Regions from separate parts of the Mus musculus genome. Here regions 1, 2, 3, 4 and 5 are each linked to region 6. A link is a contact called in public promoter capture Hi-C data. All regions are on one chromosome and are shown on one strand. Each heading gives the region's core, a stretch centred on a gene start, on an enhancer-like site or on the middle of the called end of the contact. The rest is flanking DNA. Distances are from core to core; before and after follow the strand shown.

Evidence for each region. Promoter capture Hi-C pulls out the DNA fragments that hold promoters and counts their contacts.
Region 1: a contact with region 6 is called in a promoter capture Hi-C map of pre-B cells, with 2.5 times the contacts expected there. The contact joins the promoter of Arsg here to the promoter of Kcnj2 in region 6.
Region 2: a promoter capture Hi-C map of embryonic stem cells shows a contact between it and region 6, with 4 times the contacts expected there. The contact joins the promoter of Prkar1a here to the promoter of Kcnj2 in region 6. A contact is called at or near these places in 3 of 39 promoter capture datasets (embryonic stem cells, hippocampal neurons and pre-B cells), 1 of 484 Hi-C or Micro-C datasets (cardiomyocytes) and 2 of 115 datasets of contacts at active chromatin or transcription factors (astrocytes and cardiomyocytes).
Region 3: a promoter capture Hi-C map of hippocampal neurons shows a contact between it and region 6, with 2.6 times the contacts expected there. The contact joins the promoter of Abca8b here to the promoter of Kcnj2 in region 6. A contact is called at or near these places in 3 of 39 promoter capture datasets (the C10 cell line, hippocampal neurons and stem cell-derived epiblast-like cells).
Region 4: a promoter capture Hi-C map of hippocampal neurons shows a contact between it and region 6, with 12 times the contacts expected there. The contact joins the promoter of Sox9 here to the promoter of Kcnj2 in region 6. A contact is called at or near these places in 2 of 39 promoter capture datasets (embryonic stem cells and hippocampal neurons), 3 of 484 Hi-C or Micro-C datasets (all in embryonic stem cells), 2 of 115 datasets of contacts at active chromatin or transcription factors (astrocytes and embryonic forebrain) and 1 of 9 other capture datasets (embryonic stem cells).
Region 5: a promoter capture Hi-C map of pre-B cells shows a contact between it and region 6, with 5 times the contacts expected there. The contact joins the promoter of Amz2 here to the promoter of Kcnj2 in region 6. A contact is called at or near these places in 2 of 39 promoter capture datasets (liver and pre-B cells) and 1 of 9 other capture datasets (liver).

Annotation. Positions count from the first base shown.
Region 1 is chr11:109,471,948-109,474,647 of GRCm38.p6, reverse strand. It overlaps Arsg (arylsulfatase G), which reads right to left and starts at 1,274. Exons shown (of 14, transcript NM_028710.3): 1 at 1,227-1,274. It overlaps Slc16a6 (solute carrier family 16 (monocarboxylic acid transporters), member 6), which reads left to right and starts at 1,050. Exons shown (of 6, transcript NM_001029842.2): 1 at 1,050-1,400. The coding sequence starts at 1,156.
Region 2 is chr11:109,649,530-109,652,229 of GRCm38.p6, reverse strand. It overlaps Prkar1a (protein kinase, cAMP dependent regulatory, type I, alpha), which reads right to left and starts at 1,281. Exons shown (of 11, transcript NM_001373913.1): 1 at 1,157-1,281.
Region 3 is chr11:109,994,461-109,997,160 of GRCm38.p6, reverse strand. Abca8b (ATP-binding cassette, sub-family A (ABC1), member 8b) reads left to right here and starts at 1,316. Exons shown (of 39, transcript NM_013851.3): 1 at 1,316-1,549.
Region 4 is chr11:112,780,876-112,783,575 of GRCm38.p6, reverse strand. It overlaps Sox9 (SRY (sex determining region Y)-box 9), which reads right to left and starts at 1,366. Exons shown (of 3, transcript NM_011448.4): 1 at 561-1,366. The coding sequence starts at 991. RefSeq lists a promoter at 1,037-1,544, a cis regulatory region at 1,746-1,760 and an enhancer at 2,537-2,700.
Region 5 is chr11:109,424,508-109,427,263 of GRCm38.p6, reverse strand. It overlaps Amz2 (archaelysin family metallopeptidase 2), which reads right to left and starts at 1,318. Exons shown (of 9, transcript NM_025275.4): 1 at 1,234-1,318; 2 at 689-778; 3 at 167-294. The coding sequence starts at 178.
Region 6 is chr11:111,064,654-111,067,447 of GRCm38.p6, reverse strand. It overlaps Kcnj2 (potassium inwardly-rectifying channel, subfamily J, member 2), which reads right to left and starts at 1,284. Exons shown (of 2, transcript NM_008425.4): 1 at 1,114-1,284.

The DNA.
Region 1 (2,700 bases), core at 25-2,524, 1.6 Mb after region 6:
CCAGAGTAACACACTCTGCACCAATACACCTGCCTCCTCACTTAGCCACACCAGAGCCTATTGACAGCACTGGGTGACTGCATTCCCAAATCCTGGGGGAAATGACAGAGCAAGGAAAGGTTTTTATTAAAATTTTGAACCGGTGCTCCTCCCGGTGGGTGGCGACCCTTCAGGCACACTCCCAAAGTAGGTTCTCTGCAGTTTCTAACATCAGAAAGACAATCTCTGAGCCACAATCAACCGACGTGGGTTGCCTAAGTCTGAGGGGGGAAGGGGGGGGAATGCAGAGGAACAGGGCTTTTGCTGTGAGGCAGTACCCAGTTTTTCTCCAGAGGTGTGAGATGGAGTCCAGGAAACCAACTTTGCGCCCCCTCTGGCTCTGAACAGTCCCTAATCCTCAGACACGCGCTGTCCTCAGGAATAACTCGGGCTTCTCCGGAAGCATCCATTTAGTTCATAGTGACCTTTGGGATCAGGGGGCTTGGAGGTTTGGGGGTCTCGATCCCCCCAGAAGCCTCCTGGGGGGGGGGGGGGTTAAGGCTGCCGTGCACCTGTGCTCACGCCGCCTCCCGCCTAGGCGGGTGCGCGCGCACGGAGAAGCGGAGATGCTGACTCAGCCAGGCTTCTCCCATCTCTTTCGCGCAGCGCGGATGCTGGCGGCTGGTGGCTGCTGCGGCTGCAAACAAGGCAGCACGGGGAGGGGAGGCGGGGGAACACGACAGTGCACCGGCAGCAACCCAGCCGCGGGCTCCTTAGGGCCCATTGCGGCACTTCCCCCCGCATGCCCGGAAGGGGAACTGGCGGGGCGCGCGAGTTGACGAAATTTGGGGGGGAAGTGGTCTCTAGAGGAGGAACTCGGGATCCCGCGCGTGCTCCGCTCACACCCAAACTGGAAGGAACCTGTTCAGTCCGGGACCAGGGACGCGCGGGACCAGCCCAAACGCGCGCCTCCCCTGCCCTCCCAACCCCCCCTCCCCAGCCTCCTCACTGGCTCCCCAAATCCTCAGGGCGCGGGCGGACCCGGGAGCTGCGCTCGGAGAGGGGGTGCAGGGGCGCACTCGGTCGCCCCGGGCTCGATCGCGCTCCCGCTCGCACTGCAGCTAAGTGCCGGGGTCCGATCGGGCCGGGATCACACGGGCACGCGCGGATGAGGGGATGAGGGCGTCGGGCCAAGGACCCCAGAGGCGTCGGCGGGGATGGGCGACCCGCGATGACAGCGCGGTTACCTTCCGTGACCCCCAGCCCCGGCAGCCGGCAGGCGGGGCGCGTGCCTTGCGCGGCCCCGATCCACGTGGGCCCGCGCGCGCGCACCAGGCCGGCCCCCTCCTTGCAGGCGCTCGGCGCTCCCAGCACATGGTCGGCGGCGCGCCCCCGAGGCCGGCGGAGACCGGCTGCAGCCGGTATAGGATAAGAGATAGGCAGAGAGAAGCGGGGCCGGGGCGCGGGCGGCGGCACGCACGGCCCGGGAGGAGGCGACAGGGTTGGGGGGCGGGGGGAGGGTGTGGCTCGGGTGGCCGAGGCTGGCGTGGGTTGGGGGCCAGGGTACTCCAGGCTCCCCGCCCGGAGCCAACTTGATAGAGACTCTGGCCCACGCCCTAAGGGGTTAAACCTTTTTCTCATGTTACGGAGCGGTTTATAAGAAGGCTCCGGAGGCCCAGCCTCCGCCTTATTGGGTGCCTTTTGGGGTTTATTCTCTTCCCTTCTAACTTGGTGAGTTGGTTTTATTATTTTACACGCTTAAAAGTTTGATTGTGGGGTATGGGTGTTTGTTTGTTTGTTTTTTAATATGTGTTGGGGCCTTTTTTTTTTTTTTAAGGGCGGGGAGGAGGAAAGCTTTTAACATTTTAAAGAGGTTAATCCGAAAAATATTCTGACAGTTGGGAGTGTTCGGAGCCACTGGGATGACGCGCTCGGGCAGTTGTGGGCAACTGAGAGTTGAATGTCCATGACCCTAAGTATAGATGGGTTCCAGGAAATACCTTAAAGGGTGCCCTGGCCTTTGATCGTCCCCAACCCGGGGTGAAAGGAGCCAGGCTGTGAGGCGAGTCCGGCGACCGTCTCAGACCCTCTCTGGATTTTCCTCATGAAGTTGCCGGCGCGTCAGCAGAGCGAAATGTCAGAGAGGTACCTTCCTTCCCCGGGCTCGCGCGCGCACCCAAGGCGGCCACTGAGGCAGCACGAGGGAAAAGTGGAACTTCGGGTCTCCATCCCTGTTACCCCCCTCCCCAGGGCGGTCCCGGAGAGAGACAGATTTCCCTTCGGAGCGTGGGTCCCACACCTTGCCGGGCTGCACTGTCACCCGCTTGCTGCCTGCTGGTCGGTCCCGCACAACTTCCAAGGTCCGCCGGGCTACCAGCGGCAGCAAAGTGTCGTGCAGCTGAACGGCTCCAGGCGTGGGGGGAGAATGATTTTAAAGAGGAAATAGGTTAATTTCCTTCTGGGTTGTTCTCAATCCCTGCACCGCAGCAGACAAGTGATAGAAGTTTGTTAGATGGCGTGTAAAAATGTCATCGAACAACAGGGTAGGGGGGAAGATCGTAGGAATTGAGGAACCCATTACAACTCCTTAACCTGGAAGCTGGTGGTTTGTACAGCTAGGCACTGTGCTGGCTGCTTTTGACGGGAAGGGGATTTCTACCTTAGGATTGAGATTTCAGCCTCTGGTGATCTGACTGGTTTTTTTTGTTTGTTTGTTTGTTT
Region 2 (2,700 bases), core at 32-2,531, 1.4 Mb after region 6:
TAGGATTTTTAATCGGGTATGTCTTGGTTCCACGTTTGTATTTACTTTTTAAAAACCCCACAACTTAGCTTCTCTCCAAAACAAACACTAAAACCATCATCACTGCATCGAGTATTCGTAAGAAGGGGGATTCTTGAGGAAATTCGGTTCTGATGACACTCTTGCTTTCAGAAGGACTATACTGGAGGACATATTTAAACCGCCTTTGGGAGCCTGTTGCTGACAGGGCCCACATCTAAAGGATGCCAAGTAACACTAACACAGCCTGGGGGGTGGGGTGGGGGTCATCATCTAAATGCGAGCCTTCATTTCTCTGCTCAAGAAACCTATCTATCCTGGCTCCCTCAAGTCATCGGCTGTCCCCACACCCGCTCTGGGCTGGAGTTAAGGGTTAACGGGCGCCGCGTATTTTCACGAGGGAGGGCAGGAAAGTGCCCTTCACTTCACTTAGGCCACGGTCATGATCACTGAGAGCAGCAAGACGGCCCCTCATCCCCCACCAGGCAGGAGGCCGCAGACGTGGAGTGGAGCGGAGCGGGAGGCCTGGGGAGGCTGGGGTGGGCGGTGGTGGGGGCTGGAAAGGACGAGAAGTGTTAGGGGGACAAAGGGAAATGGAGCTAGGCTGAAATCACCGAGCGGAGGGGTGGAGGGAGACGAGCCCGCGAAGAGGAGGGGGGAAGCCAGGGCAGAAGAAACGACTGGGCAGAGATGAAGACTACAGCCGAGTGGCGAGGCTAAGACCGAAAAGCCATGGCGGATTCCGGTTTAAAAAAAAAAAAAAAATACCGAGCTCTTGTCCTTCAGGAAGTGGGGGAGGGAGGACGGGCGCCGAGGCCGCGGCGCGCGGGGGCGGAGGCGGCCGGGGAGCCGAGGGCAGCGCAGGACCGGGGACCCGGAGACACTCAGGACGGGGGCGGAACGGCGGGGGGCAGGGGCGGCCTACGGCCCCGCGGGGAACGGTGCAAGGGCGGACCCCGGGGGACAGTGCGAGGCCTGCGACAGGCCCCGAGGCCGCCTCGGAGGCGCAGGGGGTGCGGCCGTCCCCCCGCAGCGCGCTCCCCGGGGCGCCATCTTGGCTCGCTCCCGCGCCTTCAGGGACGCGCAGCGGAGCGCCGCGGCCGGCGACTCCCCGGTCAGGCCTCGGGCCCGCACTCACCTGAGGGCGGGCGGCGGCACGAGCAGGGGCTAACGCAGGGCGAGGCGGCCGGGGTGACCGAGCGTCCAGCGGGCTCAGCTCGCAGCCTCACTACCACTCTGCGATAGCGGCTCGGCGACGGCTCCACCGGAAACCAGCCGACCGCGGCCAATCAGCGTTCGGCTGCTGACGTCAATGCGCCTCGCTCTGGCCAGGGCGGTTGCCTTGGCAACCTTAAAGGCGCAGACGCCTAGGATCCTCCTCCAACCCCATCCCCACCCCCCTCAAGCCCACCACCGGCTACTCCCACCCCCTACCCTTAGCCCGTCGTCATCTAGCTAGAACCGTTCTCTTGCAGGGCACCTCTCCATCTTTATCTTGTCGCGTATACGTAGCCCCTTCATCGCTCTCATCTTTTTCCTTCTCTTTCTGCTAACCCGTTTCTGTCTCCTTTATTGTCCCTTCCTTACCAGGTGTGGTGGGGGGTCCTCTAGATTGTTTAGCTGTTCGGAGATCTCAGCCTCTCCTCGGTTCCTCGGTGGCTCTTGCGTCTGCCTCCCTCCACGCCTCTGTCTTTTCTCCCTCCCTTCGACCCTCCTACCGCAGACCCACGTGGGACGATTCGGTGACAGGTGGGCGACTCCGCCCTGGGTGCTATGGGACGGCAGGGAGGGGGATGGGGTTACAGGACGCTGGGCGGACAAGGAGATCCCTGCTGTTGGAAGAGGAGGAGGCCCTAGCGGATCTACCACAGCTGAGCGCAAGCGGATGCTGAGATGCTCCTGATGGACAGAGCGCGCATCCTGTGTAGACCCCCGCAATACCCGGGGTTCCGGACTCGGGCCTGTCATCCGGTCCAGGAAATCTGAGCCCCTATCAAGCCTCTGCTTGGCTAATCTGACTACTGTCTCCACAAGTGAGCTGTCATCAATGGAGGCCCTACCGTGCCTACAGAAGCACCAGATGTAGGGAGACTTCCAAGAGGAGCCCGGAGTCCTGATAATGCCCTAGCCTCCTATTATGCCAGACTGCGTCATGGGCAGTACAGACAGATGGGCAGATCAAATCATTGACCAAGCAAGAAATCTGAGCTGCATGAGAAAACAAGAGAAAAGGCGACTTCATTATTCCTTCAGTCAACTTTCCCCTTAAGTATGTGAAAATGAAAGCAAGGGACACAATTTTAGGCATATGAATTAAATAAATAAAGTGGGCCTAAATAAATACATAAATAAAATAGGCCCCTGCAGTGTGTGGTTCTGAGTAGCTGCAAGGTGTTGACAGCCTCATCGTGTATGTGCTAGGGCAATGTGCGTAGAAAATATCACGGATTTAACACTTAGTACCAAAAAAGGTTACAATATCTCCTGCATAATTTTCACAGTGATCCCCAGTTAAGATATTTGGGTTAAGTGGTGTTTGTAAATTTCACCTTTTTAAGCCTGACTTTGTCTTGGAATACCCAGACTATGATAAGGGCTCTGAACATTAGTTATGATTACCCCCCCTAGTAGTCAGAGGAAGGAAGGGGGAAGAGAAGGAAGCCGCTCCCTCTGCAGCCTCTC
Region 3 (2,700 bases), core at 67-2,566, 1.1 Mb after region 6:
TCAAATTCATGGCATCTTAATTTCTATTGTACACACACATACACACACATACACACACACACACCCCTAATGTCTTTTAACATTGTTCATATGTACCCGTCTTTAGGGCTGACCACTTGGGATTGGATGAACTACAAGACTTTTTTCTGGAGAGCACTGGTTCTCCGTTCCTCACCAGTCATTGGTTGCCTATATCTCTTTATCTAGGAGTAGACCCTAGAAATTTTACCTCTTCCTGTTGGCATGTCAGCTGTGGTTGTCATTATGTAAGTTTCCTTTAGGCAGATATATTGTTGCAACCTCCCGGGAGCAGCAATCCTGTCTAGAAGATATTGTCCAGCAGCCATATAGCCTAGTCCTCTGATTCACATCCCTTCTTCCAGGATGTTCCCTGAACTTATATTATGGGTGTACATAATGTGTTGGGTCTGGGTACCTCTTGGCGACCAGTTATGGATCCTTGTAGTAGCCTCAGTTAGATGCAAAAGGAAGCTTCTTGAAGAAGCATGAGAACTACATTCAACTGTAGGCATAAGAAGTATTTAAAATGCAGTTAGAAATTATATTGCTTAAGAAAAATAGCAGTGGTACATTCTCCTCTAGGGTCTATGACCGCTACATCCACAGAGAGTTGACTAGGTTTAGAATATCAAACACAATTTCCTTCTGATTGAGAAGGCTTGGTGTTCAATTATATAGCTGTTGGATACCCCCAAGGTAAATAATGCCACAGTTACACCAGTCAGAAAAATAATAGCATGGTACACAGTAATATATAATTAAAATAATATATAATAAAATAGCATATTCATAATCCATGATTAGTGTTTATTAAGCAAATGGCAATCAAGCTGCAAAAATAACAGAAATATGGACAGCACTTGATGAAGACCCTTGATGTCTATCTCTTTCCTCCAGGAGCAGAAGGGACATACAAGATAATTGTCTCCAGTATCTAGAATGAAGACCCTAAAACCTACTCCATAAATCAACAGTCAAGACTAAAGCTCAGCGGGAACTGGAAAAAAATCACCAGAGAACTAAATGAAAGCAAAACTGAGAAATAAGAATGAAAATCCTGAGTGAAGAAGTCAGAAGCCCAGGGCTGTGGGTGGAGAGAAAGCTTTCCTCCGATAACACAGCTCTCTGATTTACCACCTTCCAGTTTAAAAGCAACGCATTAAATGTTGCTCTCCAGCTTAGGCATCCTGCAAGCTTGGGAATATTGAATTTCCTCCGTTATACAGCCACATGGCCAGGTGACCAAATATAACTGGCACCGCCCTGCGGGGGCTGGCTGCACAGCGGTAAAAGAGGAGCAGCCATGCGCGGTCACGTGTCCGTGGTGTTTGGCAAGACCAACCCAGAGCTGAGATCATAAACTCCCGCTGAGAGCAGCTTTCACCAGTCGCGTTCACGGACAGCAAACAGTTAAACTCTAGAAAGGTGCTGGAGAATAGGGGGAGGGGAAGGTGTCTCACTTTATTATTCTAAACAGAGCCCGTGATTAAATGGTGCGGCTGGAGTCCCTGCTTGGCATTTCCCGAAAGTAAGTTTCTGAGATTTTGTTTTCCTTATCAGGTTTATTTGTTTGGGCATCGGGATTATTATTGTTGTTGTTATAATAAAAAAATGAACCGTTTTATGAGCTGAATGCTAACCATCTGTGTCAAAGTTGGTTTTTTAAAAATCAGTGGGCTATTCTGAAATGTTTTGGTGTCTGGTGTGTAATATTAAATAGAGCAAGGTATTCAATTAAAATATATACCTTTATATCATGATGTTCTGCTGAGCCATAAAATGAGTGTGCGAATGAGCTGAAATTGGCCAACAGACTGACTGTCAAGCTGAGACACTTCAGGATTGAGTGGGAAGCTTGTACTGCCTCTGGAGTTATTTGCTTTGATGATGTAATTTGGCAATCTGGGGTTAACTTTTCTGAGACTGCTTCCGGAGAGGGTTCACAGAACACTTGATGAATAGCAAGCTGTGACTGTTCTTGGATCTCTGGCTGTTCTGACACCGTGGGGGAAATGAGAATGTGAAATGTGCAGGGCTCTCCTGTCTCACAGCCTAACTTTGAATGTTCATCCTTCAGCACAGAAGTGTCAGCCTCCCAGGGCAACAGGGGAGGAGAAACACTTAGTCTCTCGCCCTCTGTCTCTGTCTGTCTCTGTCTCTGTCTCTGTCTCTGTCTCTGTCTCTGTCTCTGTCTCTGTCTGTCTGTCTGTCTGTCTGTCTCTCCCTCCCTTCCCCTTTCTCCTCCTCCCCCCCCCCCCCCCACTTAAACATTTTGGATATTATTTATGCCACAGATAAGGAGGGTTCATGTCTTCAGTATTTTTACAAATCGCAGAACACACACACCAGGAGTGGACAGACAAGGAGGCGATTTTAATTTACAAATAAAATCAGAGAAGTTGCAGACAAGAGTGCAGTTGCCTGCAGGGCTGTGCCTGATTCTGTATTGAGATCTCTACTCAGACAACTCTGCCACCCCAACAGACTACACAGTCCCCTCAGAAGTTGTTCCCTCTGGATTATCCGGACTGAGAACAACTCATGAGGCACCTTAGCGGCCCCTCAGTGGGCACTCCAACCTGATGCAGCTCCACTCTTGGCATCCATTCCTTCCTTCTCTCTTTCCATGAGTTGTCTCCTTTCTTTTCTTGCCTGTCTGCCTTGCCTGGGACCTCCTTT
Region 4 (2,700 bases), core at 117-2,616, 1.7 Mb before region 6:
TGAAGATGGAAATAGCTCCCTGCTGAGGCTGCTCTAAACGCCTTTGCTACCGGAGCGGTCCACCCCTCCCAACACGCAGTAAAAACTTTCCGAAAACCCATTTAAATTGCAAGAAGCTCGCTCTGTTGATCCATGCCCCTGCCGGTTCTCAGTAGCTTTGCCCAATTCTTGCCTGGGTCTCCTCTAGTCTCAGTTACACTTTCCCTTCACTCCATCTCCCCAGGAATGAGCGCAGTTGGCCTAAGGAAGGTGGGCTTGCTTCCTCTAATTGTTCCTTTCCAGAGGGACCAGGCTGGCACACCCCCTCACTCCTTTCTACCTTCCTAAAAGCAGTCATATTCACGCCCCCATTCCCCCCCCCCCCGCCATAACCAAGAGCAATCCCAAGAACTTTCTCAAAATCTGAGCCACTCCCTCCCCCCGCCCCCGGCCGCCCTGCATCCTGGACCAAAGACCCCAGGATGCACAACTCCGCGGCTCAGGGAGGCGGGGCGGGGTCGGTGAGTGCAGCCCGCGTCCCCCCTAGCCACCGAGCCCTCCCTGGCGGCCCGCGCGCTCACCTCCAGAGCTTGCCCAGAGTCTTGCTGAGCTCCGCGTTGTGCAGATGCGGGTACTGGTCTGCCAGCTTCCTGCGCGCAGCCTGCGCCCACACCATGAAGGCGTTCATGGGTCGCTTGACGTGTGGCTTGTTCTTGCTGGAGCCGTTGACGCGCACGGGCATGGGCACCAGCGTCCAGTCGTAGCCCTTCAGCACCTGGCTGACCGCCTCGCGGATGCACACGGGGAACTTATCTTCCTCGCTCTCCTTCTTCAGATCCGGCTCGCCCTTGGGGAAGGTGTTCTCCTGGGGCCGGGTGTTCTCCGTGTCCGAGCCGGAGCCCGAGGGACAGGGCGAACCAGCCGAGTCCTCCGACATGGTGGGGCTGGGGGCGCCAGACAGGCCCTTCTCCTGCTCGTCGGTCATCTTCATGAAGGGGTCCAGGAGATTCATACGCGAGCCCGGGGCAGGGGGCGGGTGGCCGGGAAAGGCGAGAAGCCGCGGCGGCTGGGGCTCCTCTTCCCTCAGCTGCCCGGACGCGGACGCCGAGCGAACGGCTCCCGGGGAGGTTGGCGCGTCACCGGGCTGCGGCGGCGGGCACTTAGCAGAGGCGCTGGGTGGCGGGTCTCAGCTGCCGGCTCTAAACCCGGGGAAGGCGAGTCGGAGCGGAGGAGGAGGGAGGGAAAACAGAGAACGAAACCGGGGCCACTTGCACCTCGTCTCTCTTGCAAAGAAAAGTTCCTGGACTGAAACTGGTAAAGTTGTCGCTCCCACAGAAGTTTCCAGGCAGTTCCGAGCAGCGCTCTCGGCTCTCCGACTTCCAGCTCAGGGTCTCTAATAAATACTCCTCCTTCACGTTAGATACCTCGGGCCAATCACGGCTAGCTCTTGAGTCATCAGTGTTGGCAAGTCGCTGATTGGACCGGATTTTGGAAGGGGGGCTGGGGAGGATTGTGGCTCCGGGTTGGGTGACGAGACAGGAGGGGAGGAGAAGGGAGGGGAGCTCAGCCAGAGGGTGGATGGTGGGGTGAGGGGACTTGGAGGGGGGCGCGGGGCAAGCGGGGGACCCGGGACGTCCGAGTGTGTAAGTTTGCTCTCTACTCTCGGAATGTCACAGTTTTGGAACGGTCTCCGTGTGAACCGATGTGTGTGTGTGTGTGTGTGTGTGTGTGTGTGTGTGTATGTGTGTGTGTGTGTGTGTGTGTGCGCGTGCACGCGAGCGTGTCTAGACTAGGACCCTCCACAACCCCCCACCCCCACTTTTCGATGCTGTCTCCGTGGTACCCGGGACTTCGCTGGCGTTTACAGCAATGGAAATTGCAACAGCTGCTCGTCAAAGCGGAGCTGGGCTTCTGCGCCTGGAGTCTGCCGGCTTCCAAAAAAAGTGCTTAGAAATGGTCTTTTGGAAGCAAATGTTTGGGTGACTCAACGCCCGCTGTTCTCTGTAATAATCCATATAAATAGATTAACGCGCTCTGGTTCAACGAAGCTGGTGTGGTGACTGGAGCTTCTGCTGCGCTCCCGCAGTGGGGAATCAATGAAAACCAAAGCCGAGCACCAGGCAAAGGCTGGCGGCAGGGACCGCGCAGTCCCCGGCTCTTGCGGCCGGTCCCGTGGGCCACGCCGACCTTGAACTGACAAGTCCTTTCCCGGCCCCTCCAGTACTCTGACGCCCCTCGTAGTCAGGATTATTACTTTAGAGTTCTGCTTCTTGCCTCCTGACTGAGTCACAAACACCGTCAGGCTCGCCACTGGAGTTTGCAAAACTACTCCGGGGTTGAGGGCGAAGTTTGCAAAGGTGGCAGGGCCGGGCGGTGAGGCCGAGAAGGCCCTTGACTTGGACTGGAGACTCCAGACAAAACGGGCCACTTTGGCGGAGCCCTGTGGCTCCCTTGCTTGGGCCTTCCTTTTACCAGATACCTAAGAGGGCGAAGCTCTAGGCGTCTGGACTTTAGTTGCGTCCTCTTAGACCTGCACACAGGTGGGCGTTCTGGGGGAGGCCACTTAGGTGTCCGTTGCACTTTAAGAGTGCTTGGAGCCGAAGCTGCGTGTTTACTCAAACTCTTAGAGCAAGGTTGGCTAAGGGAGGAATTATCTTTTCTGGAACGAATAAAAATCTTAGTTGCCACCGGGCGACATGCCCTCGGAACCACAAACAAACT
Region 5 (2,756 bases), core at 69-2,568, 1.6 Mb after region 6:
CTCTGTCATTTGAAAACAATCATAATATTTTGAGCTGACTCACTTTGTCCACAGGATCAACGGCATCCCTTCCAGTGTCACTCAAAGATATTCAATAAGGAAAAGAGTAATGGTTCTGTTATTTAACTGCAGGTTGGCAAGATCCATCTCAGCCCCTTACGCTTACCTTGTCAGCCATAAGACACGGGGGTAGATCTAAGATGACCAATGAGACGCCATACTCATGGTGACAGGACTTTCCCCATTCCTATCAAGTCCCTACGTGGCACGTTCATCCTTCATACCAAGCAGACGCTTTTTGAGTGAGAAAAGAAAAAAAAGATGAATGTTTCTGTCCATTTAGTTTGTGTTTTCTAATTGAGGGCCTTTTCCATTTTTGTTTGTTTGGTTGGTTGGCTGGTTTTTTGTTCTGCTTTGTTTTGGGGGTGGGTTGGGGGGTGGGACAGGGTTTCTCTGTATTTCTCAGTTTATTAACGACTGATTTTGAAATTTAAGCTAACTGCTGTGCTCAGTGAACTTCTGAATTCTGGAGCTCAAGAGGGTGACACTGACTAGAAAGGATCCTAGAGACTACGCTGAGTGTAGCTCATCTCGGTACTGCACATCTGGGCTGAGATTTTATTTTTACAGGATGAAATTTAAAAAGAAAAAAAAAATAAATCACCATGGCCCCATTCAGTCTACCTACCTTTATAAAGGAGAAATCTCCAGCTGCTGTTTTTCCATTTATGTTTTTCTAAGGACAATGCATGTCTGGCAAAGGGGTGTGGCCTTCACCCTAATAAAAGAGACAGAGTGGAAAGTCAGAAGGCCTCCACATCCTAGTCCAACGTGGATGGTGTCGCTGAAGAAGTGTGCAGGGAGCCATCGTACAGTCACTGCAGGGACCGGGGGCCTAAGATGCTTCGGTTCTATAACCGGAACATCTCCCGCCAAGTGGGTCTCGCCAGACGTGCTAGCTGGTTGCCCATAGCAACTTGCACGGCCGGTGCAGACGCCACCCAGTCTCTGCTTGAGTCAAAAGTGGGGGGCCTCCCCGGAACTCAGAGTTCGCGTCTTCTACCCAGGGAGCAACCGGAAAGGCCCGCGTTGTTCCCAAGAGACATCCTGCCCCCGAGGTCCCCTCTGCTTCCGCCGCAGCCATCCCTCCCACCACATCCGCTCCTCCCCAACGATCAACACCTTCCTCCTCCTCCCCTGCCCAGCCCTGACGGTTCCTCATACCACCCTCACCCGGACAGGCCTCTAGGCCGCCCTCAAGCTGCCACGGTGGTCCTAGCACGCATGCGCCTCGCGCGGACGCACCTCACCCTTTCACGCATGCCCCGCCCACACCGCCCACTAGCAAGACCCGTCTTCCCGCCCCTCAATCGTCGCCCCGCCTCCTATCTGCGCTCTTCCCTCCTAAGGCTCCTCCTCCAAACACTGAGCCCGCCCCACTCCTCCAGAAAGGCCCCGCCCATGTGCTGTAACCCCGCCCCGAAGGCGTGACCTCTGTCCATTTCACAACACTCACGCTGTGTGTGGTTGACTAAAGTAGTAAGGGGGCGATGTAGTGTCGGACAGTCCCCAGTCGTCGCTGTTTCGCGTCGGCCCTCACGGGGGCGCCGCGACCCGCTCCTCGCGGGCGGTGCAGGGTCACGGAACCACCTGCCGTGGGCTGAGCCTGAGTAATTTAACCACTGGGTCCAAATAAGTCAGCCGTGTCCGCGGCTTGACACATCACCCGCTTGGACTTTCCCTTCTTAGTCGGTTTGCCCGACTGTCGCGGCCTCACCGCTGTCAGGAAGCAGGGCTGCATCCTAGGGCGTGGGGCATAGGGTTGCCTTTGGTACTTGGGGAACTAAGAGCTTAGAGCTCGGACCCCCAGGAGACTCTGGAAGGGGAAACCCCAGGGCCAGATCTCCTGATCCCCGCCCCCAGCATATACCTATTCAATCCTTTTGCATCTCTGGGCGCTTCTGGCCCCAGGAAGGTCAAACAAGGGGATGATGCCACTATTTTATCAACATCCTCTCATCCTTGGAAGTTAAAGACTGCATACCCCACATGTCTGTACCCTTCTTCCTACCCAACCCCCAAACTTTTTGCTCTCTTCTTGCCTTGTGCACACTGCTCTAATTATCCTTGCCCAGTTATTATAACAAGGCTCATATATGTTGTCCTTACTGCCCTTACCAAGTTGACAAAAGTGGCTTATTTGGGGAGGGTCTCCTGTCAAGGCTGGCCTTGAACTCACTATGTAGCAGAGAATGTTCCTGTGTCTGACTTCTGAGCACTGTATACACACATACAGAGAGAGACACATACATGTATATTCTTTCAAATTTTCATACTTCGGTTATATTTCCCCAGGACCCCCTCTGATCCTCTTTCTCCTCCCATGAGGTCACTCCCCAACAACCTGACCATTTTTTTCTCCCGGGACATTTTTAATCAGCTGTAGACATGATGCCCCTTTAGTGTAAATACTCCAGAGCATGCTTCTAAACAAGCAATTTTTTCTAAGTAGTCACAGGACACCTACACTGGGAATTCCTACCAATCACTCTGATTGCAGTCTAACACCACAAGGTTCCTGCTTTCCATTTTTCTGTGTGCACTCCCTTCCATACTAATGAAAAGTCTGTCTCCCACTATTCATAATTTACTTCTGCATTTAACTGCTCTGTGGTACAATATGCACTGAGGGTAATTTCAGAATAACTAATCCATATCATTGCAGACAAATAGTCCTGCCAATAATCAGAAATTAT
Region 6 (2,794 bases), core at 35-2,534:
TGTGTGTGTGTGTGTGTGTGTGTGTACTCAACTATGTAATGAAAATAAAAATAAAACCCTTAGATGTGGGTAAGAAGAGAAAGACAAGTGTAATGGTAGCTCACAGTGCACCTACAGAGCTGGTTTCCAAGAGGAAATACGACTGCCTATTAATTATTAATAGGAAAAGACAACAAATGATTAAAGGAGATATATTAATTCTCTTCTGTGCTTAACCAAAACAGGTTTTCAAGCAATGCCTTTATTTACTGCCAGGTATCTTCGGAGTTTGTGAAAATCTCTAGAATGGATAACCTCATCCAAATCTCCACTGACAGACTGAAGCAGACGGACGTGCGACTACCCATTTCCTAACTTGGTTTTTCCCTCAACTGTCATAGGAGTACTAGTTATGATGCAGTCGTTTTCCTCCCTGAATCAAGTTGCTTCGATCATTGCTTCCCTTAAACCACACTGTCTTCAAATGAGGAATTTACACCATTATTACTAAGAATAGCAAAGTACTTAGGGGAGACCGACATCGGATGGGAAAGTTTTGCGGTCTTGAAGCTAAAATCCAACTCTGGCTGCTACTTTTTTCCTTTTTTTCTCAGCAAAGGAACTTTGAGACTTGAGAAGCTCACTCTGGAATTTTGTGCTGTATCTGTAGCAAGGACTCCCCCTCCCCAAACACCAAGGATCTAGATTAAGTGCTAAGTCTCTTGGTCCGATCAAGCCCCAGTCTCCTTCTCTTCCTCCCTCTCACCCGCAATAAGAGGAAGAATCCACGCCAGGCTCGCGCTTGACTCTAAACCCAATATCTCCCTACAGCTGGTGCATTGGAAGTTATGAGCACAAACAGATGCTGCAGAGAAATCTGTTTCTATTGCTCAACTCTTCCAAGCGTGTCTCAGTATTTTTAGCTCTGAGGATGTTCTGGTGCGCACACAAACTATATAGGCAATGAGCCGGGACTCCAAAGCTTGCGGGAGGAAAGCATTAACAGCAGCCTGACAACTGGGCACCTCCGGAGCAGCCGGAGCTGTAGGGTAGAGGACTGTGGAGCAAGTTCATTGCCCTGGACACACACAGACAACCCAGAAGAGAACAGGAAGAAAACACAGAAGCCCTTACCTGTTGCTGGTACAGGATCATGGGGACATGGAGTGGAAGTGGGGATTACAGAAGCATGTAAGATCCAGTGGTTTTTGTGAAAGAGAATGAGCCGAAGCAAGTGAGAATTCCCAAGACACTGCTTGCCGGTGCTGGGAAGGCTGCGCGCTGGCCAGGGCTCCAGTGCGCTCTGCGATAGCCTGGAGGCGGTCCTTGTGATAACCGGCCTTGTTGGCTCCGCCCTCTGCCCACTGTTGGCCAATCGGAGCGCACGTGGCTGCGCTTCCCCCGCCCCGGGAACCGCCATCAGGAGGAGGAGGAGGAGGATCTCTACACCCGCGGACCCTGGCTCTGCCAGCCTCGGAACCTGCTGTGGCTTCCTCTACCTCCTCCAGCTGCCTAGCCTGGTCTGAGAGTCCAGCTCTGGGCTGAGGAGGAGGAAGTCGCGGCCCAGAGGGTACAGCAACAGGTGGGAAGCTCAGCCTCCATGCGGCTGCCTAATTGCAGCCTGGCCTTGGGCAAAGCTTCCTACTGGGTTCTGTGAGACCCACACTTCCCGGTTTCTTTCCACAGTGGAGGCCGGCTGTACGTGTTCCTGTATAAGGGCCCGAGAGGTGTCAGTGCCTGGGAAAGACGTCTACAGCAGGGAGGGAATAAATAACCACTGGGGTGCGTCTCCCTCCAGCCCTTTTCCAGCCTGTAGACTGTGGAAACCCACAGAGCACTCAACTGCAGCTTGCGGATAATCCTTAAATTAAACCTGGAAAGGGTCCCGGGACCCGCACTCAATACCCTGCAAAATTTAGATGTGCTAGCGATTGCTTGTCTGACTGGGCCGTTTCTCCTCGCAAATGATGGTGAATTACTTACAAAAAAAAAAAAAAGAAAAAAAATGCGCCTAGACTTCTCTGGGATGTGTGGGGGAAGGGAGGGAGCCGCTGGTTCCTTTCGCCTTGTCCGCCCTCGCCCTCGATCTTTCTCTCCACCACCGCCCGGCAAGCTCTGCTCATGTAAAACCAGAACAATTAGAGAGTAATGAATTCTCTGGAACAGCAACTCCTACAGACTCTCAGCTCTGCCCTCGCTCCAGCGCCTCCCCGTCCTCCTTCCCAGCAACCAGGCAAGAGTACTGCAGACCTTCAAAAACCAGCCTCGGTTAGCACCTGCATCCTGACAATTTATAAATGAATTCTCCACTGAGTGTGTAAAGCAGGTGCATGTTATCTCTGAGTACATTGGTATCGTAGCGAAGCTTTGCTTTTAAAATGACATGATGCGTTTAGGAGTCTTTTATCTTCCACGGAGTTTTGCAGTCCGGTTTAATGAATATGCTTCAAGCACCCCAAAGCATCTGCCTACCTTTAACTTAAGCCCGTAAAGACTGCCTTGAGTCACCAAACAACCTCTACAAAATATTTCGCGTTCTAGGTGGTAGGAGCAGGGCACACTTTTATGTGTACGAGTGTTGAAAGGAGCCGTTCTGAGCTGCTGAGTGGATACCCACCTCCTAGTCCCACATCCGCACTTGGCCCCTAGGAGGTGCTGGTGAAATGTGCATAGATTTTCATTTTACCTTAAGAAGCCTGCCTCTTTTCCTAGCATGAGCAATACACTTAAGAGGGTGCAGAATGGATCATGAAAGCCCTGGGACTCTTTTGATATCCAAATGGCATTTCATTTGCTGAGGCTGAATCCCCATCAA